Regions from separate parts of the Sus scrofa genome. Here region 2 is linked to region 1. The links are chromatin contacts, called in public HiChIP or PLAC-seq maps. All regions are on one chromosome and are shown on one strand. The core of a region is the stretch at or near the end of the contact, and the rest is flanking DNA. Distances in the headings are between cores, read along the strand shown. Region 1 overlaps PPP1CC (protein phosphatase 1 catalytic subunit gamma). Region 2 overlaps CCDC63 (coiled-coil domain-containing protein 63).

Region 1 (3,721 bases), core at 650-3,149:
CCTCTTTTCAGAAATTTTTCTTAAATAACAGTTACTTTGCTCAGTGGTTGTCCTATGTATGATTAATTATAATAATTGCAAAGAGGATTTCTTTTCATCTGTGGTCAGAAATTAGACAACCATTAAAGAGTCACACAGTGTATTTTAATAAATCCATTATCCCTACCCTCCTTACATACTTAAACTGATTTTGGCAGAGGTGGGCATGTGATTTCAAACTCAGATGATAGCTACATCTGAGCTGGTCTAATAAATTTGAGGGTCCTTGAATAGCACAGATTTCCTAGAAGGCTACATCGCCTAGTGTCTGCATGCAGTCACTGCAAATGGTCAATAATAAAATCTAGAATGTACATTTTATCAATTGGAAAGGTGTTCAGAAAAGTAGTTTTTAAGTCACCGGATTTTAATTTTCTAGGGCTCTGTATGTTGAGATAGCTTTTCTTGTGCTGTTTAAACACAGTGTGCCCCACAAATTAGTCCATGTAATAATGCATGTCTAGTGCACTTTCTTTTTTTAACTAAAGCTAAGGAAGAAAACATTGCCAAAGATTCCGTGTAAGCCTTTGTTTTAAGAGTCACTGTAGACAGATGGAACTGTTAAAAGTGCTGACATCTTTTTTTTCAAGTTCTGTATATTTCACTTTTTTGTTTTTCATTTAACAGGTTTATCACCAGATCTTCAATCTATGGAGCAGATTCGGCGAATTATGCGACCAACTGATGTACCAGATCAAGGTCTTCTTTGTGATCTTTTGTGGTCTGACCCCGATAAAGATGTCTTAGGCTGGGGTGAAAATGACAGAGGAGTGTCCTTCACATTTGGTGCAGAAGTGGTTGCAAAATTTCTCCATAAGCATGATTTGGATCTTATATGTAGAGCCCATCAGGTATTGATTTTGAATTTTACATGTACACTTAAGAGCATGTGTGTGAGCACAGATTCTCCTTGTTGATTTTGGTGGGTAGGTATTGCTTATTTACAAAATGTCTCTGGAAGTGACCTACAGAATATCAGGCTCAACGGGAAACTGAAGAGTGGTTTTGCTCACCTAAAATTCTCACCTACTTATACTGAAAACGTTTTCTCTCCAAGGTGGTTGAAGATGGATATGAATTTTTTGCAAAGAGGCAGTTGGTCACTCTGTTTTCTGCGCCCAATTATTGTGGAGAGTTTGACAATGCAGGTGCCATGATGAGTGTGGACGAAACACTAATGTGTTCTTTTCAGGTAGAGGATGTTTTCCATGCTGTTTCCTTTTATTGTCTGAATTTTTTTTTTTTTTTTTTTTTTTTTAATGCTGTTTTTTGGAGTTCCTGTTGTAGCTCAGCAGTAGCAAGTATGGCTAGCATCTTCGAGAATGTGGGTTCAATCCCTGACCTTGCTCAGTGGGTCAGGAATCTGGCATTGCGGTGAGCTATGGTTTAGGTCACAGGCAAGGCTCAGATCCTATGTTGCTGCAGCTGTGGCGTAAGCTGGCAGCTGCAGCTCCCATTTGAACCCTAGGTGAGGAACTTCTATATGCCATGGGTATGGCCCTAATAAGGAAAAAAAAAAAATTCTTTCTGCCTACTAATTTATGTTGCGTGGAATGAATTTTTATTTTCCCTTACCTGTGTTTGTCCTAGTTTATTAATGAGTGAATCCCTTTTAAAGGAAATAAATTATTGTAGGACCTTCCCCCAGTTTTGAATTTAACTGTTTTTACATGATTTAGATAAATAGAAACCACAATGCATTTGTGCCTTATGCTTATTTCTGCCTCCTTTAAGTCTAAAACTACAATGTCAGTGTAACGTTCAGCCAGAATTAAATCACTGCTTGCCTGTGAAAGGAGTACTAACTGTCTTGTGCCAGATGTGCTGTGTGATTACTCAGTTCTCCCACCACTTTTCTCTAGTCTAATTTCTGTAAAACCTCTGTTGATTCACCATGACATCATTTGGCCTTTACTTGGCACAAAAGAATCATTTACACAAAGTCTGCTTCAGTCTTTTTCTCATTCATTTATTATGATTAAACTTGTATGACTTAATGCTAGCCTAGTTGTAAACAAAATAGCCACTGAAGTCATATGGCAGTCTTCAGTTAACTAAATTAAAATAAGTTGGTTGTTTTGTTTTAAATCAGCTATCAGGGAGAAGTTGCAGCTCCCAGAGATTGTGGCATAATCCCTTTGGGGTTTGAGAAACACTCTTCTAAACTTTCCCCCTTTGTGTCAGAAGAAATACCTAAAAGTCTGACTTTTAAAAATTGTCATTTTTTCCAGAAACAAAATAATTTGTCCAGATGATATGTATTAGCTGTTCATCAGAGCATTTATTACCAAAAATGTTTGTCAGTTTGGTTTGTGTTAATGTGCCAGTGGGCCTTTCAAAGTTGTTGAGGCGGTTTTAAACAAAAATCTTTATGAACCAAAGATTTGAGTGAAATGTAAGATTTAGGGTTGAATATATTTCCTAAAATGCATTGTCTTTTGAATCTTTGCAGATTTTAAAGCCTGCAGAGAAAAAGAAGCCGAATGCCACGAGACCTGTAACACCTCCAAGGGGTATGATCACAAAGCAAGCAAAGAAATAGATGTCATTTTGACATTGCCTAGTTGGGACTTGTAACATATAGTGTATAACCTTCATTTTTAAAACTGTAATGTGTATTGGTCAGCTTGCTCAAATAGTGTTTGTGGGGCCCCCCAGTTCCATTTTGACTTAATGAATGGTATTTGCTGGTTGTAACAGCAAATGAGAGACTCTCCCAAGGAAAAATGTTTTGTTTAATTCTCTGTTCTTTTACAAACAACTTTTAATGATGGTGTTAAAGCTGTACACCCCAGGAGAGTTTATCCTGTCTTGGGGAGTGAGTGTACATTTGATCTTTTTTTAATTCAGTACAGCCCATGAATAATGTAAATGTTCATTTTTCTCTAGGATTTAAAGAGAGCCCTAGGGTGCTCAATCTGTACATGTTATTGTCATAAGATGCATACTGTTGATGCAAACCACTGTGAAATTTTTTTTTTTTTCAAAGGGATTGCTTTTTTTTCTCATTGTCTTGTCCTGTACAAACTAGTTTTTATAGCTATAAACATTAGGAGTAACTTTCAACCTTGCCAGCATCACTGGTATGTATATTTAATTAAAGCACACTTTCCCCTACAGTATACTTAAAATGATGATTAAAGCCATTATTTTAAATGTTTGTGACTCTTTCCTAAAGCCAAAGTTTCTGTTGAAATATATATTGACACTCCCCTAAGTACAAGGTAGCATGGTTGTATACACATGCCTCCTTTGGGGATTCAAAAACAGGTTTTTGAGTTTGAATAGCAATTAGTAACATAGTGCTGTTTAAGCTATTAATGATTAAAGTTAATAACATTTTATACAATTTCCATATAGTCTATTCATTAAGTAATCTTTTTACAGTTACATCAGGCCTGAACCCGTCCATTCAGAAAGCTTCAAATTATAGAAACAATACTGTTCTATACGAGTGACCGATTATGCTTTCTTTGGCCTACATTCTTTATTCTGCGGTGAAGTTGAGGCTTATAAGTCAAAGCAAAGGAACTAACTTACTATCCACCAGTTTATACAGAACTCACAGTGTCTATGACTTTTTTAAACTAAGATCTGTTAAAAAGAAATCTGTTTCAACAGATGACCGTGTACAATACCATGTGGTGAAAATGAATTCAGACTTATTAAATGATGAACTTGT
Region 2 (3,696 bases), core at 622-3,121, 95 kb before region 1:
GGGGGGTAGAGGGTGACAAAAGAGAAAGGTTGGGGTATTTACTCCAGGTTCCAGAGTACCCTATTCCTCCAAGTACCCTGCCAAGTGTGCTATTTGCTTCTGGCCAGGAACCTACTATGAGGAGGTATACTTTAAACTAAAAAGAGGGCATAGAAAAAGTCTCATTGAGAAAGTCACCTTTAGGCTGAGACATAAAGATGAGCAACTAGGGTGAGGCAGTAGGGGCACATATGCAAAGGCCCTGAGGTGAGAAAAGGTTCAACATTATTTGAAAACAAAAAAGTCTTTTGCAGCTGGGGTGAGAAGAGTTAAGAAGGGAAGGACATGGGATGGGGTGAGGGGGCTAGATCATGCAGGGCCTTTCAAACCACAGTAAGGGATTAACACTGTCCCACAAGTGTTTCTAGCTCTTTGCCTTCTGGATCCATGAGGGTGGCACTTCTTCGGCCCTTTTGTGAATGGGTGGAATTGACTGTTTGGGGTGTGGGTAAGGGTATTGGGGTAATTATGGGTTTGGTAGACTGTCTGGAACCAATGAGTCATGAGCAGAAATGACACATGTCCCTGGACCACTCTGTTGCCAGTGTGAGACCCTCAGGATCTCACTTTTTTTCTACCACAACACCTGGCAATGTTCAAGATGGAGGATATCCCATTAGCCTGGCCTGGGGAAGAAAGGATATAAGAGCCTCTAGACAATCCACGATAGACATGAACCAATGGGAGAAGGGATGTTTGTTACTGCTGCATAACCTAACCTCTCCTGACTGATACAGTAAGGATTTGGGCATTTATTCTAAGTGTAATAGGGAGACGCTGGAGACAACAGTGGGGAAATAGATCAATAGATGTGAAAGACCAGGGATTACAATGGTGGTGGAAACAGTGACCAAAGTCAAGTTTAGAAAAGTCAAAGGTGAGCAGTGTGGTAGAGATGTCAGATCTGGTCTAAAGCATCACAGGCACCTCCCATACTCCTTCCCCTTGCTCTGTTCTGGTTAACCCTTTAAAAGAAAGACCACACCTTCTCATCCAGATCAGCCAACAGCAGTTTCAGGGATTTAATCAGAGCCTCGTAGTCCTCCTTGGTTTGCAGCAAGAAACGCAGCTCCACGTAGTTTTTCTCATTCAGATCCAAGTTCCTGGAGGACTTGATGAGATTTAAAAGCAGGGTGATCTCATCCTGCTCCTCCTGCAGGGTCTTGATTTCCTTGCTGTTGGGAAAGCAGCACATGATTAATCCTGAATCCCTGAGTTTGTCTGGATCAGACACTCCAGGACCCTTGGTCCTGAAAGGAGACTCGGAGAGGTACTTCCCACCCCAGCGAGTGGAAGGGACTTGTCCACAGTCTCTAACCAGGTCTAGAACTCAGACCGCCTTTGACCCAGTTCATGCAACTTACTGCTCCGCAGCATTTTCTTCCTCCTCAGAACAGTTTGCAGCTGTGCCTGTCAAAACCCATTACCTAGACGTGGTAAGAGCTCCCAAGTTCCTTTCTGCCAGCAGCTCACTGGCATTTGTCTGATTTTGCAGCTTTCTTTACTGGCTTTACAGCCAATTATCTCTGGTAATGAGAGGCAAACCCATCAGGCAGGATCTTTTGGTTGTGCATCAATACAGAGACACCAGGAACCTCTAACCACCACCAGCTCCTCTACTCGGGGGCTAGTGATTTATTGCATTGACTGACATGAGTCTCCTTTCTCTCCGTCTGTATACACTGGAGAAGATGGGGTGGGGGATGTGGGCAAACAGGGACTTAAAACAGAGAAAAGAAGTCTTGGGCGACTGCACAGCAAATGAACAACAGGAAGTGGTACAGAGGCCAAGTTTCTGGCAAAGTCTAGGCAGCCCACAGCCATTGCTCACCGCAGTTTGCAGCTGCCTCAACATTCTTTGGAAGCTTGGAGAAATGCAGCAGCTCAGGCCCCAACCCAGGACCTACTGAATCTTCTTTGTAACAAGATCTTCAAGTGATCTGTATGCACTTTCAAGTTTTGGAAGCACCACTCTAGAACAGCAAAGAATGTTTGAGAGCAAGGGTCTGCAAAGGTTTTTCTATAAAGAGCCAAAGAGTAAATATTTTAGGTTTTGTGGGCCATAGGGTCTCTGCTGCAACTACTCAATGAAACAACCATAGGGAACACATAAATGAATAGGCATGGCTGTGCACCAATAAAACAAAACTACAATGAGGTACCACCTCACACCAGTCAGAATAGCTATCATTCATAAGACTACAAATAACAAATTCTGGAGAGGATATGGAGAAAAGGAAACCCTCCTGCACTGCTGGTGGGAATGTAAATTGGTACAACCACCATGAAAAACAGTATGGAGGTACCTCAGAAAACTAAATATAGAACTAGCATATGATCTAGCAATCCCACTCTTGAGCATATATCTGGACAAAATTACAATTCAAAAAGATACATGCACCCATATGTATCTACTCACAGTAGCCAACACATGGAAACAACCTAAATGTCCATCAACAGATGAATGGATTAAGAAGATGTAGCATATATACACAATAGAATACTACTCAGCCATAAAAAAGAACGAAATAATGCCATTTGCAGCAACATAGGATGGAACTAGAGACTTTCATACTAAGTGAAGTAAGTCATAAAGAGAAAGACAAATACCATATGATTTCACTTATATCTGGAATCTAATATACAGCACAAATGAAATTTTCTATAGAAAGGAAAGACATGGACTTGGAGAACAGACTTGTGGTTGCCAAGGGGGAAGGGGAGGGAGTGGGATGGACTAGGAATCTGGGATTAATAGAGGCAAACTATTGCATTTGGAGTGGATAAGCAATGAGATCCTGCTGTATAGCACAGGGAACTATATCTAGTCACTTGCGATGGAACATGATGGAGGATAATGTGAGAAAAAGTATATATATACACACATATATACACATGTATGACTGGGTCACTTTGCTGCACAGTAGAAAGTGGCACAATATTGTAAATCAACTATATTTAATTTAAAAATTTTTTAAACTTTATTTACTAAAACAAGCATCTGGCCAGCCCTGGCCCATTGGCCGCCATTTGCCGACTGCTGCTCTAAAGCAGCTCTGTCCAAAAGATGGTTCCCCAGCCATGGAAATGCTCTCCAGCTGCACTGTCAGAAAGTTTCACACGCACCAGGTGTGTGTGGGTATTGAGTACTTGAAATGTGACTCGTGCAATTGAAGAGCTGAATTTTTATTTCTTTTAATTAATTACAAATGTAAATAGCCACATGTTGCTAGGAATGCACACCCAGTTCTAGAGCATCCTGTCTTCTAGACCTGGCCATCAGGATTTTTCTCCCCTCTTAAGCCCCTCTTGGCAAGGGTCTTTGTTAAGGTGGAGAGAAAAGAGAGAGAACCAGAGAGTTTGTAAAGTTAGGCTTTGGGGGGTGGGGTGAGGTGGTAAAAGCAAAAGGAAAGTTGGTCCACCTTGTAGGCAGGGCTGGGACTGGAGTGAGGGAGTGAGACATCCCAAAATTTAAGGAGGTCTTCCTTCTCAGAGCTGTAGAGGTGCAGGGTCAGCGCTGGGAAAAAGCACCTCCTTAAATATTGCACCCTAAGCACCTCATTCATTTCAACCCAGTTCTCTATTTATGGGTGTTTATCTCCACTCTTCTACTCCCTTCTGCCTCAGTTCCACCAGTGAAACCACATCAAATGGATC

The links. HiChIP or PLAC-seq counts read pairs in DNA pulled down with a chosen protein or histone mark.
Region 2: an H3K27ac HiChIP or PLAC-seq map of alveolar macrophages shows a contact between it and region 1. The contact joins two enhancer-like sites. A contact is called at or near these places in 10 of 47 Hi-C or Micro-C datasets (alveolar macrophages, blood, brain and 6 more) and 1 of 2 datasets of contacts at active chromatin or transcription factors (alveolar macrophages).

Annotation. Positions count from the first base shown.
Region 1 is chr14:32,070,644-32,074,364 of Sscrofa11.1, reverse strand. PPP1CC (protein phosphatase 1 catalytic subunit gamma) reads left to right here. Exons shown (of 7, transcript NM_001044560.1): 5 at 667-890; 6 at 1,097-1,231; 7 at 2,492-2,893. The coding sequence ends at 2,581. Among named protein-coding and RNA genes, the nearest start is that of PPP1CC, 19 kb to the left of the region's middle. Within about 2 kb of position 1,899, at least 3 of the 83 cell types and tissues checked have an H3K27ac peak or open chromatin away from gene starts, as enhancers often do. A contact at or near this core is called in alveolar macrophages, where this site is marked.
Region 2 is chr14:32,165,271-32,168,966 of Sscrofa11.1, reverse strand. It overlaps CCDC63 (coiled-coil domain-containing protein 63), which reads right to left. Exons shown (of 13, transcript XM_021072528.1): 5 at 1,025-1,214. Among named protein-coding and RNA genes, the nearest start is that of CCDC63, 27 kb to the right of the region's middle. Within about 2 kb of position 1,871, at least 8 of the 83 cell types and tissues checked have an H3K27ac peak or open chromatin away from gene starts, as enhancers often do. A contact at or near this core is called in alveolar macrophages, where this site is marked.